2 separate regions of the Ovis aries genome follow, and region 2 is linked to region 1. The links are chromatin contacts, called in public Hi-C maps. All regions are on one chromosome and are shown on one strand. The core of a region is the stretch at or near the end of the contact, and the rest is flanking DNA. Distances in the headings are between cores, read along the strand shown. Region 1 holds the start of LOC121816219. Region 2 has its middle 280 kb from the start of USP25.

Region 1 (7,152 bases), core at 2,587-5,086:
ATTTTACATTCTTACAGCCAATTTGTGCTGAGTTGACTCTTGGTGAAATCATGATTATAAGTCTAAGGTTATGCTTTTGATCTTTATAAAGGAGTTAGTTTAATTCCATTGTGGGAAAACAGATGGCAGGCTCCATACATTATCTTATAAATGCATGTCTTTGATCTTATGTGAAGAAGCCATAAATTCCCTATCTTTGGTAAAACTCTACTAATTAAGAATATCTTGACAACAGGTCAGAACCATATTTTTAATGTAGGATGGCAAAGTAATGGGTGGAAATACATTAAGTAGTTACTAATTTTCTTTAGTCTCATGTCTAAAATGAATGGATTCAATCTCTAAGGTATAGCTTAATTCCAAGTTTTCTAGTACAATGATCCCAAATAAGATTTTATTGCAGTTATTTTGGTTTGGGTAGTATGCTAATAGCTCCTAGTTGCATTTTGTATTTGAGATGTGAGAAGAATAGTAAAGTGTAATACTAAAATACTATAAAAAATGTAATATTGTTTTCATATATATCTAGTAATTCAAACTATGACAGAATGTTATAACAGGGAGTAGGAACCCTGTGTGGTTTAATGAATTGTAGTACTTAAGGAAGGCCTCTTTTATTTCTAGTGGTCATTGTTTGCAAATCTATTTGTTTAAGGGAGTCAGATATGGACTATTAACTAATCTTGTTATTAAAATTAGCATTGTCATCAAAATCCTTTGTATAACAGTGAATTTCCAAATGTGTTCTATGTGCTAGTGGAATCTAAATGTATGTGATATTATGAAACCTTCTCCCCTGTTTGATTTTTACTTAGCAATAGGGATAACTAACAATTAAGTATTACCTTTTTTCCATTTGGACTTTCATAAGCTTTTTGTTCAGTGAGAGACCAAAAATTGAGAAAACTAAAAGAATTGCAAATTCTTATAATAAAAGGACAGTCATGATTTTATATATGTTTATTTCTGTGTGTGTGTGTCTGTGTGTGTGTGTGTGTGTGTGTGTGAGAGAGAGAGAGAGAGAGAGAGAAGGAGAGGAGGGAGGGAGGAAGGGATGATAGACAGATGTAGAAGTCTACATATCTTAATTTGATTACCAGGAAATCTTCATGTTTTTCTTGAAGATTTAGAAAGACTATCTTTTATAGGAAAACCATCAATAAAATGTTGCAAGTAGCTTCTTAAGTTTTCCTGCAATCACTTAGAGAAAAAACATCTTACTTTATATATCAAGTAACCAAATTATGCCTTTAATTTCAGGTGTTTTGATTTCAATGTATATAGCAGTTCAGAATTATAGATGTAGTCATTTCTTATATTATTTTTGTTTTTTTATAATTGAGTCTTGTGGTCTCCTACTGGTCTACTTAGGAATTTGCCTCACTTATCTCTCCTACCAAAACTAGATTTTGGGAAAGTGTAGATAGAAGAGCTGTATTAAAAACACACACACACACACATACACATGCTTACAAAATGCAAAATAAACTTGAATACATTTTATAATACAAATCTTGCGAACATTAATAAAAATGGGATGATAAAATATGTCAATAAAAATAACATTAGTGGGATTCTTTCTCTGTAGTGGGGATGAATATGTATTATATACATGTATCTATATGGAAATAGATGAGTTACTTTCTCCAAATACGCCCCCTGTGATGATGAATTCTATTCTTGATTAGAGAATCATAAGGTAAAAATAAAAATATATAAGCAACTTAGGTAAAATTTGGTAAAATTCTATCTTAGACTATAATCAGTGCTTAAAGTTTAGCATTTTGATTTTGGAACAAGAAGTATGTAAATTATAAAATAATGAGAAATACAGAGCTGCTGAGCACATTCCATTTTAGGAATCTTCTAAGTAGCCAGAAAACAATATGCAATTTTATTTACCTGCAAAGATTCGAGCCAGAAATTTCCATTTCAAAATGCTTATTTCTTTACAGTGTGCCTGACTGAATGGCCATGAGCAATGCAAATTGCTTCTACCTCCTAGGTTTGTTATACATTTTTTGATAGGTCGTCTACTCAGATCTTTTATTATATAATGAGGTAACTCCCAAATGAAGCCCTAACTATTTTCTCTTCCTGGTCATCATATGCTGCCACTCTCCCCCTCAAAATGAATACACTCTGTGTGCTGAATCCTGCCTTTTCATCTCCTGCTGCAGAATCAGCTGTCATAACAACTATTCTGTTCATGAATATGTAAATGGAACATGCATAAAATAAAATAAAAAAAATTACGGGCGTTTCCCGCTTCAGACTGTACCCACCTCTGTTCGACTAACAGAGGAAAAGCAAAGATTTTTGTTTTTCAAGCATTTTGAGTCACTGATGCCCAAAACGCTGTAATTATGTAACATGGAGATACATAAATGCTACATATGCAAATGCTCATGACAGTTGGACTCCAAATAAATCGGCTTCTACGTGTGACTACGGTGATGAGTGCAGATTCACTTATTATTTCGCTCTAATGCCTAGTGATAAGGGGTTCATGCCTTAGATCCTCAGTAACCTTTTATTTGCTGACTAGGTTCAACCCCTATACCTTACTGCCCTATAAATGGCTAAAATAGTGTTTAAATTATACACGTATGCATGTACACATACACACACTTGAATGTATCTGCACTTTTTTTTCTTTTGAAAAGAAGAAGTGAAGACTATATCCACTAGAGTGTTTTGGAAGAAGCGTTAAGCTCTGGGAAAGAAATAATTGGAGGATTTTATTATTGAAATAAGCAAGCATGTTCATGCATATTTTTCCGGCTTGCATGCCCATGCGCCACTCTGTGCAAACAGTGCTATTGCAGCTTGTGCGCAGTGATTAGGTTGATGTAATTATGGTGAAATAAAGACAGCCTCACTGATAATTTCACAGTGACTATTAAAGACATATGTGCCTTCCAGTGTACAATAAATGAACCTGAACTGCTGTCAGGGGCTAGGAGGACAGTGTGGCCAATGCACCTATTGTGTCCCTGCTGCAGAAAGGAGCCTGCCGATTGGCCACTGTCTGCAGCACATAGCACTGGCTGGTTATAAAGGACTTGTCTAGGGGAGAGCCTGTAGGTACTCCATTGTCTGGTAAAGTTCATATGACTGCATTCTTTTTTTGCAAGGGGGTGGAGGGAGAGTGGGGAAGGCGGGGGTGTCAGCTCAACTGTAAAAGCTGCACAGATTTTTTTTTTCTTTCTCTCTCTCTCTGCCTCTCTATAGATCGTTTCTGTTTCATGCCCTGTCTCATTTCGCATAGCTAAAAGAGAATGCTAATTAAGACCCCTTGTCTTAACCTGAAAATAATGACTCGGATATAATTAGAAATCTGCTGAGAGTTTAAAATTCTGGGAGGGGACCATAAACATCAGTTACGGTGCTTAGGAGGGAAATGAAGAATTATTTTCCAGTAATCAAGGTAAACATGGGAGAGGGGGTTTCCCTCCTATTTTTTTTTTAACTCATTTGAACCAATGGTGTTCTACTGCAGATGAGAGGATACTGTGTTTCAAAAACTATTTTAGCCATCAAATTGAAAGGACACAAATCAGTAGCAATAGAAGCCTTCTTAATCCTCCTTAGGATGCAATTCAGATGAAAGAACTGCTTTTTTTAAAAAAAATTTTCTTTTTGTATGTGTGTGTTATAGATGGATCTGAGAACGCTGTCTGGGCTTGGTGCCAAGTGCTGGTATTTCACAGCAGCGACCGCCTCACAGACGGGCTGTGGGAAGCAGGAGGGAGACTCTCTTAGGGTGCCACTACTATGGAGACACAGCTGGGCTGAACAAGATTTGCTTCAAACGACAACAAGAGAGACAGAAAGTATCTGGTTCAACCGCTGCCCAAGCAGGCAGGCACCAGAAGAGCTAGCAGCCAATCCGGCCATGCTCGAAGCCAGCTCTGCAGCTCAGCCAATCAGTGACATCACTGGTGAGAAACTCATTTACATCATGCAGTAATGAACTTTGTTTAACATAGCCTCCCCTCTTTCCTGTAACCCCCCCTTCCCTGTATTAGGTCCTTCCATTAATTATTCTGCTGGCATAATTTAAACCGCTATGCAAAAATGTGGCTATATTCTCTCTGATAGCTTCTACCTTCTTTTTCTCCCTCCATGGGTGTCTGCTGTCACTGGAAGTGATTCTGGGTGCAATTCTATTTTTTTTTTTTTGACCTTGCCAAATTACCTTCTTGTAAAAAAAATCTTAGAAGAAATTAAACATTTATTTTATCTGACCTCACTCCCCTCTTAGGAACAGCATGCTTTTGGCAAGTTGGGATTCAGGATTGTGTAAGGTAATGGAGAATAAGTGGGTACATTGCCTTGGAAGTTGCAATTTTTCCAAGAAATCTGCATCTTAGAGCTTCCTTTAACGTGTCCAGATTTTGTGCTGCAGTGGTCATTTTTGCATACAGTGCTTTATCCAAAAATCGCTTATGTGCCTCTGTTACAGGGAGGAAAGTTCACTCTTGTTATATTTTATTCTTTACTGCTCTCAGCCAATGTGTCATTTTATTAATGAATAGAACTGAGGTCATTTCTGGACAAATCTCTCTCTTCGCATCTTAGCACAATGCACCTGATTTGCATCCATTTACGAGAAAAACAGACTGCAAGGACCAATTGAAAAGAAGTTAAGGGACGAGCTCACATATTATTTCAGAATATATCACAGCCATTTGTTTTTCAGAATGTGTAATATTTAACATCTGCCTTAGTGTTTCTATAAAAATGCCTGATCTCCATTCCCAAAGTAATATCTTTAGCAAATTTATTGCTTTGTTATATAACCAAAATAGAGCAAGATAAATAATATTTAGGAATTAGTACATTTAATCAGCAGGAAACCTTTGGAAACACAATTTTGTCTTGTACATTTCTATTTAGTTTGTCAGAGATAAACTTATTTGTTCTATAGCTAACTTAAAAAGCCCAGAACATGTGGCATGTGAAGATTTTCAGGTTGCTTTAGAGAATCCCAAAGAGCGGAAACTGGGTCACACTTAAATGCGATTTCTCGTAAACCATATCTTTATTGCATATTGGCATTAAAGGGATACAGTTTTTTAGCAGAGAAGATAGTGTCATTGTCTTCTTTTTTAAAGAATACTTTGAATATAAGTATTCAAAGACATGGAACTTTAAAAACATCGACAAGGGTTTCATAACACTACATGACTCGTTTAAGAAGCTTAAAGAATACAGTGATAGGCAGAGACACTTTTTAAAGCATATGAAGGATTTAGACACTAAACCACGGCCCTTTTAATTCATGAGGCATTCCATCATCCCATCATCAGTATTCAGGGAGCGACTGTCCTGAATCAGTCATGAGCTCCCCTGCTGCAGATCCTATAATTTGAATCATGTGTAATAATATATTATCCTACTGGGGGTCTTCTTTCAGTAGGAGAATGGTTTATACATTCTGCTATAAGAGAACTTTTGGCTCCTAGCCGATTTATAGCCATTACTCACATAGGCGATCATGATCGTCTTCCTTAAGCAATAACATCTGCACGACCTCCTGAGCCAAAACTCTGTAACCTCCCCCACATTCTGAATTACAATTTCTTGGAATTGGGAACATTTGACAAAACTGAAGGAGAAAAATGGAAGGTGTAGAGGAATGGAACACAGCTTTATTGAGCCTGCCATGTGGCAAAACACAGTTCCCAGTCCTTTGAAATGTTGGAGAATGGTGAGGAAAGGGCACCTCCAGATAGACCTCAATGTGTTCATTTGGTTTTGAGACACAAGCTGAAATGTAATGTTTTATGAAGACATGGCTGCCTCTGTGTTTTTCTCTGGACATCCTAGCAACATCCTACAAAGGGTGTGGCAGCATGGGAGAATAAATGGAGGGTGGAGATGGTTGTCAGGGCAGAGAAATCTTGCCCTAAATCAGAAAGGAAGCCATGTGATAAAGCGGGAACCATTTGACCCAGGACTGAAAAGTTCAAGGAACGGCTCTGATTCTTTCTCTTGTTCTGACCTTGATCCGATAATGTTCATCTCTGTTATTCCTTATCTGTGAAAATTCAATACACTGGCAGCATAGAGTTGTATGGAATACTCCTCCATTACACACCCCTGCCTTTTTTTAGATATCTGAATCCTTCTTTGCTTCAGGCACTAGGTTAAGCATTCCCTCTTCTGTGAAATCTTTCCAAGTCATTGTGGCCAGAACCTCTCACTTCTCCGTCATTCTCTTTGTGCTTCCATTATTGGGTGTGTGGCAGTCAACATTGCTATAGGGCCACGTGTGCGCCTGTCTTTCCCACTAGACTGAAAGCCCCTTGGGGCCAGAGACATGTTGAATTCATCCCACCGTCTCTAGTTCTAAGGATAATATTGTGCTTCTAAGTTTTAAATCAATGTTCTAATTAATAAGTTAAAATTGCATTGTAAATTGTAGACGGAGGGTTTACAAGTTCCAGTTACTGTTGTTATCATCAACAATCACTGCCGTGACACCACCGATATCAGTTTTGCCTTGTCAGTTTTATGTCTTTCATTTCACTGGCCATTTACTATGAAGCTCAGAGTAAATGGTTGTTGCATTATTTTTCTTAAATAACCAGCTCTGGGAGTTGTGAATCTTTTCATTTATCAAGAGTGGAATTAAGCCGATTTAGCCTGGTGTTTTAAAACTTAAAGATAAATGAAATTGATGTAGATTAATTGTAAAAGAGCTAGGATAAGCAAATTACAGTATCGAGTCAACTGTTAATGATATGAAAGAATTAATTTCTTAGAAGAGGTAAGCAATTAATGTTGAAATGCTCTACAAAATGTAATAAATCAGGAAATATGGAATCTTGAGTCCTAATGTTATCACTGAGATATTATGCATTTTTAATCTATAAGCTAGTATAGTAATCTTTTAAGAGTATATTTCTATGTATTTTGATATAATCTGATAACCTTTGGGGAAAATATGGTTGATTTTATGCTACTCATCTATATAAGTTTACACTTTTGACTACTGTACTTACTGCAAAGTAGAAATTAATTTCTTTGCATACAGTGATAGTCTTATTAGTATGTTTGCAAGTTGTGTTTACATTTTAAAAATTACTCTTCAGACTGCTCAGTGCATGTTATTAGAAAGGAATGAAATAACTAGAAAATATA
Region 2 (7,152 bases), core at 1,462-3,961, 69 kb before region 1:
TTGTAATGGATGTAGCTATATTGCCCAATATCATTATACTTATGAGACAAATTCACTAATAAGTTTGAAATTAAAAAATACAGAGATTTGTTAAACTAAATATCGTCATATTTTATAAAGGACCCAGAGTCATCTCCTATTTTTCCATTTTAGAAGGTGAGTACTGCCCATATTTCAGATCTGCACATCTCTCCTAATATAATGTTGTTAAATCCATGTTTAACTACAAAGTAGGTGCTACGTGTCTTATTTATGCTCTCAGGGCATCCAAATCTTTCTACTCACAAAATCACAGTAAGTGACAATTCCTACTAACCGATCAGATTTTTGAGAGCAGCACTGTACAGAGAGGCAAATGAATATTGGAAAATGAGTGAACCCATACTATGGGCGTAGATCCACATTTATATCAATTATTGCTATATTATTGTATAGCAGTTTGGTTATTAAATACATAGACTTGGGTTTCAATCTTGTTTTCCCACATTCTAGGTAAACCACAGCCAGTGGACCCACCACCCATTTCTATAACATAGCCACATTCACTCCTTGAAATATTGTCTCTGTGTGTTTTTGTTCTGTGCAACAGAGTTGAGTATCTGTGACCGACACCTTGTGACCGGCAAGCACAGTATTTACTCTCCGGTCCTTTAAGGAAAAGCTGGCTGACCTCTGTTCGAGAAGCATGATTTCGGCCGAGTTCCCTAAATTTCTGGGCCTCATTTTTCTAATTGTAAAATGTGAATAACAGTCTACCAGGTTGGGTTTAGTGAGGACTAAATGAGTTACTCTGTATAAAAAGTTAGCATAGTCATAGCATGGAGAATAAGTGTATTATAAAGACTGATGAAACTAATCATATCCAGAAAATATAATATAGTCTATATTTCCTCTGCACTAAGGAGCTGGTGAAAATTCTTATGAGAGAATAAATCTCTGGTTATGTTTGGTCAAGGATGTGCATTCTTTGTGCGTTGTTTCATTTCTGCTGAGTCTCTTTTCAGTGTCCCATGTAATTCTAACCTCCTGCGAGCCTGCTCGGGACTGTCACTTCTTGTAGCCGACCCTTCTTTATTATTTGTGGAAAATTCTCCATGTCTACATCTGGAATTGCTCAAAGGTCAGTGTAAGTACTGAGTCTTTATTAATGGTTTGTTCCGCTCCAAAATGCTTTCCAAAATGCCTGCAGCCAGGGACTTACAGCTCGTTCGAAGAGATAGTTTTCTGTTTTCAGGGATCTCACAGTTCATTCTATTTGTTTTCTCAGTGGAGAAGAGAAAGGTTTTATCCTTCTTGCTATGAGGCATGAAGATTTTCATGAGTTAAAGCAAGTTCTTTGTTGGGCAAAAGCATTTCAGTGCCGTATGTTTAAACATTCCAGATCCGAGCACTCACTAGGAGTTTGCTGTTATGCAAGTGTATGTCTAACATTAGATGACCTGCAGGATATGTGAAGACTTGTTTTTTCAGCTTTGAGATTTACAATATTTTCTTAGCATATTGCTTTTCAGATTGCAAATGAAATAAGCAGAAATTCTAGGAAACTGAACAAATAAATATGAGAGTTTTAAAGAAATGTTAGAGATTTACTCTAGTTCTCTCCCTCAGTTGTGACAATTTCTGCCATATATATGTTTGTATCTATTCCTCCACATATAGAATGTCTGTAGTGAAATATCAGTGATCTGCTTGATCCTGTGCCTTGTTTTACTTGATATAGCCCTATGCGTAGTTTGCCACGTCATTAATTTTTTCAACACAGGATTGTAGTCTGTGGAAATACCATAATTTATTTAAACAAGCTCATATTGGACACTGGGAGAGAGAGTAAATTGTTACAACTTTTCTAGAGGGTAATTTATTAATATAATGTAAAATGTTAAATTTAAATACTCTTCAACATGAAAAATTGCATTTCTTGGAATTTTCCCTAAGGGGACTAACTGGGCAAGCTCACTCAAATATGTGGACTAAAATGTTCATGTTAGAGTGTATGACAGTGAAAATAATTTTGCAATCTAAATGTCTGTCACAAGGCTGCATAAATAATTGTTGTGCATATATCCCAGTAAAATGCAATGTGGTTAAAAGTGAATGAGCTCATGTACATTAAAATTATTTATATTGTTTTAAGTGAAATAGTTTGGCAGATCCTGGTTTGGTAAACACATCCATATATATGTATATAATGGGGATAATATACCTCACAATACCTACTGTATTTATCTCTAATTTCTGGCATCATGGGTGACTGTTTCACTTCAAATTTTTGTTTGTGACATTTGACAGTGAGGATTATTTACTTTCCTTTTAGTGAAGTTTTCATTTATATAACACCCAAAGATCTTTGTAATTATTATGTTTACAGTTCAAACATGCTGCTGCTGCTGCGGCTGTTGCTAAGTCCTTCAGTCGTGTCCGACTCTGTGCAACCCCAGAGATGGCAGCCCACCAGGCTCCCCCGTCCCTGGGATTCTCTAGTCAAGAACACTGGAGTGGGTTGCCATTTTCTTCTCCAATGCATGAAAGTGAAAAGTGAAAGTGAAGTCGCTCAGTCGTGTCTGACTCTTAGAGACCCCATGGACTGCAGCCCACCAGGCTTCTCCATCCATGGGATTTGCCAGGGAAGAGTACTGGAGTGGGGTGCCACTGCCTTCTCCGTCAAGCATGCTAGGGAAATATTTTCAGGCAGGGATTGTTGGACCCGTAGACAGAGAGGGATATTAGGATCCCTCATAGAGGGTAGACGTCTTACCCTCATAGAGGGTAGAAGTATGTGTCTGGCTATTTCTTAATATTGTTTCTCTAGAAAGTTGTTCAATCCATGAGATGAAAGAATGTGATACAGGGAGACTGAGTAGGAGACCTCAGGTTGCCATTAAGAAATACTGTAACCAATAGAGAGGTTATATGACTTTTCCCACTTCTTACCATTTTTTATCATCCAGGTAAATAATGGGGCTAGGAAAGTGGATATAAGTACATAAGTAAATCATTATGGCTATTCGGAAGTAGTTTCATTCTGGATTCATCTATAGATAGCTTTTGTACTAGAGTTTTAAAATTCAAACCAATCACCACACATCCTTAGTAAAAAGTGCTAATTCTAATTCTATGGTTCCCCCATCCTCCCATCTCTCTCTGTCTATATATATATATGTATGTGTGTGTGTGTGTGTATAATGTATGTGTGTCTCTCTATCTATATTTGCATATGCATTTGACCTTCAGAAAGTCTGTGAAATTTGTGTCGATATGCGCTTCCACCTTCTAGCCATGTATCATGGTATTTAATCCATAATGTTGTAAGGAAAAATAGGATTTCATTGTTTTCCTTTACATTTCTTTGATGACTAGTATTGTTGAATATGGTTTACTATTTTTGGGACCAGTTTATTTAAATATTTTTGTTACTATTCTTTGCCCTTTTTCCTTATTAGAGCACAGGTTGGCAAGCTGTGGGCTACAGGCCAATTCAACCTCTACTTATTTTTGTTAATAAAGTTTCATTGAGATACAACAGGCCCATTCATTTCCTTAATTTCCTTATAATATGTTTTTTTTTCTTGCTACAACAGCAGGAACAAGTAGTTTTGATAGGACTGTATGACCATCAAAGGCTACAATGTTTAATTTCTGGTACTTATAGAAAGAGTTTATGATTCCTTAGTCATATTTTAGAGGGCTAATTTTTTTTTAAATTAACTTGAATGAACTATTTATGGAGTAAGAGTGTTTATTCTTGTTTGAAATATTTCTTGCAAATAGTTTATTGCATGTCTTTTTCTGGCTTGATCAAGCCCTGATGGTTTCTATCTCTACTCCCTCTTTCTCTCAGACCCCCTGTGCATGGGGTGCTGGAATGATGAATATAGTGTCCTTTGACTTAGAAGGGCTAAGACTATCCTGTTTATTATGAATGGTGGATGGAATAATTTATTATCTGGGTCATCATTTTTCTCATCAAAATGCTTAGAGCTCTCATTCTTGACCTAGATGTTAAGGAATATCTATTTTCTGAGAATCACTTAGAATATTTCTATTTGTGTTCAACCTTGATGGCCTAACTATGATAAAGCTTTGAAGTTGTAAGGAAATGCCTTATGTGGACCCCTTACTTATCTTTTTAAAAAATAATACCTTATGTTCTAGATCATTTTAAATCTTTACTGGATGTTTTTATGTGGCTTTACTCTCACTTTTCTCCTATCTGCTCATCTCTTTTGCTTTGTATTTCATGTCCCACTTCTTAGTTTCCTGCTAGTGTTTTAGCTTTCTTCAAACATTTGTTTTCCATGTGGTATCACTAGTTTTGAGGGACTTTTTTTTTTTTTTTTAATTAAGAGCTAATTGTATTGTCATCTATCTTTCTTGTATGGCTTCTTAGGTGGTGCTAATGGTAAAGAATCTGCCTGTTGATGCAGGAGACAGCATAGATGCTGGTTCAATCCCTGGGTTACAAAGATTCTCTGGAGGAGGGCCTGGCAACCCACTTCAGTATTCTTGCCTGGAGAATCCTATGGACAGAGGAGCCTGGTGGGCAACAGTCCATAGAGCTGCAAAGAGTCAGACATGACGGAAGCGACTTAGCACTCACACACACATGTTTCTTGTATAGCATATTAGTCAATCTGTTGTTGTTGCTTACTCACTAAGTCATGTCCAAGTCTTGTAACCCTGTGGACTGTAGCCCATCAGGCTACTCTGTCCATGGGATTTCTCAGGAAAGAATACTGGAGTGGGTTGCCATTTCCTTTTCCAGGGGATTTGCCCAACCCAGGGATCAAATCCGTGTCACCAGCATTGGCAGGCAGATTTTTTACCACTGAACCACCAGGGAAGACCATATTAGTCAATAGGTGTTTTCAAAAGTGAAGAAATGGATCAACTTCCTACTTTCCATTTACATTTATTATATGACCCAATTATTGTATTTGACAAATATTTCTCCATCAAAGTGATCAAATAACATTACTATGACTTATCTATGTTTCCATGTTTATCTGACATTAAAAGTACCGGAAGCTAGAAGTGACTAGTCCCCACAATACTCAGTCTGACTCTTCTTCCTAAATGCATTCGAAGGTTTCCCAGCCTCTCTTGCCAGGAGAGCACTGTCATGTGTCCCTTCAAGTCTGAGGCATTTAAGTGTGGTTGTAAGTTCCTCTTAACTTGGCAGTCTTGAGAGCTGCAGATTGAGATGGCCAGGGGAAAGACAGATGGACCACAGATAGCCTGGTTCCTCGAGTGACTTGATGGAGGAGAGTTTTCTTGTAACATGTATACTTCCCGTGAACAAGAAATTAACCTGTGTTATCACAGATTAGATTCTGCAGTTATCGTGCTACTACAGTTTAACCTCAGCTGTTCTCACTAACTCAGAAATTAGCTTTAGAAATGAAGACTGTACTATAAGAAAAAATTGATATGTACAGGACAGGCAGTGAGAAAAATGAGGCTGTAGGAGACAGAGAAGAAAATGAATGTTATGTGGCAGTAAAACATTTGGTGAAGCTCTGGCATGTCACAGCTTGAAAGGCAGATCATACACCTATATAACTGTTCCTAGGTAAGAGGTAGAAAACAGAACCACAGCAGTGTATGCTAACTGCCATTTGCTGTGCTTGGCAAGCTATTTCAAAAATAAAGATGAACCCAGGAAAGAACTGACTGGTTCAAAAGCACAAATGAAGATATAAAGAGGGTCTAGAAATGGGGAGTCCCATAGTATTGGAAAAGTCAACTGCTTCTAGACCCAAACTATACCTAAAGACATTTTACAGAGGCTTTAAGTAACAAATATTCGACAAAAACTTTCATTTGATTACAGGACTTATGCCTCCCAGGTGGTGCAGTGGTAAATAATCTGCCTGCCAATGCAGAAGACACAGGAGAGCCAGGTTTGATCCCTGGGTCAGGAAGATGCCCCGGAGGAGGAAATGGCAACTCACTCCAGTGTTCTTGCCTGGGAAATTCCGGGACAGAGGAGTCTGGTGGTCTGCAGTGCACAGTCAGACATGAATAAGCACACACGCACAAGGGCAGAGAAAGTGTTAAAAGTGTTAAATGAGGTCTTCCCACCTGTTATTACAGATAAACTTCAGAGAGCCACCTTCAAATTGAGAGAAAAAGACAGGCAGAGAAGAAAACAAAGGGCTACTGGAGATGTGAGAACTAGGTATTTAAAAGCATGGGTGTGGCTACTGGCATGTGGAGCTGATGAAACAAATAGAGAAGAAGCCTCTTAAGTATTTGAGAGAAGAGTACTGCCAAAGAAACCGCAAACCTGGACTGAAGGGGCCTTTGACTGTAGAAGCTGAACATGGCCTTTGTGCTCAGAAGCTTAAGTGAATAAGGAGCCTGAGGAGGCTGCTATGCAGCCCCGAGACTTATTTCCAGATACAATCACAGAAGGCAATGGGGAGAAAAAGAGCTGCCATAGGGTGGATATTGAAGGCACACACAGGTAGGGAATCTTCTCTGAGTGTGCTCGGCAGGACTTTGGGGTTTATATGAGCTGCTGATTATGCCTGATTTGTGTGTGTGTGTGTGTGAATCACTCAGCCGTGTCTGACTCTTTGTGACCCCATGAACTCTAGCCCTCCAGGCTCTTCTGTCCATGGGATTCTCCAGGCAAGAATACAGGAGTGGGTTGCCATTTCTTTCTGCAGGGGATCTTCCCAACCCAGGGATTGAACCCAGGTCTCCCGCATTGCAGGCAGATTCTCTACCATCTGAGCCAGCAGTAATTGTCTTTTTTCTAAAATTTAGTATATTATTGTAATTATTCTGGTCCTGTCATGCCTTTGTTTATTGAGAGAGAAGGAGGGAAAGAAACTGAGAGAGAGAGAGAGACAGTGAGTGTGCGTGTATAGGGACAGGAAATTTGGCTTCTAAATTCATAAGTCTCCAGACCAAGAGAAGCCACATCTGGGCTTGGTAAGGACTATTGAACTTTCCCTGGACATACTGGACTTTGAGATTCTGGCGTTGACTTATTGAGATTCAGGCTGTCTCCATACGAGTTACTGGATATGTGTTACATGTGGCAAGAAGAAGAAACTGAATAATTAGTGAACAGAAGGTGATAGAGTTTACTAGACTTCACTGTAGTTGACTCTTTCCTCTTTGCTTGAAAATTTCCTAATATCT

The links. A called contact is a pair of places that touch in the nucleus more often than the background predicts.
Region 2: a Hi-C map of hypothalamus shows a contact between it and region 1, with 2.9 times the contacts expected there. The contact joins the enhancer-like site here to the promoter of LOC121816219 in region 1. A contact is called at or near these places in 3 of 16 Hi-C or Micro-C datasets (hypothalamus, omental adipose tissue and tail adipose tissue).

Annotation. Positions count from the first base shown.
Region 1 is chr1:141,788,195-141,795,346 of ARS-UI_Ramb_v3.0, reverse strand. It overlaps LOC121816219, which reads left to right and starts at 3,836. Exons shown (of 5, transcript XR_009600797.1): 1 at 3,836-3,944.
Region 2 is chr1:141,855,815-141,862,966 of ARS-UI_Ramb_v3.0, reverse strand. It overlaps a transcript of LOC121816219 not described here. Among named protein-coding and RNA genes, the nearest start is that of USP25, 280 kb to the left of the region's middle. Within about 2 kb of position 2,711, at least 9 of the 54 cell types and tissues checked have an H3K27ac peak or open chromatin away from gene starts, as enhancers often do. A contact at or near this core is called in hypothalamus, where this site is marked.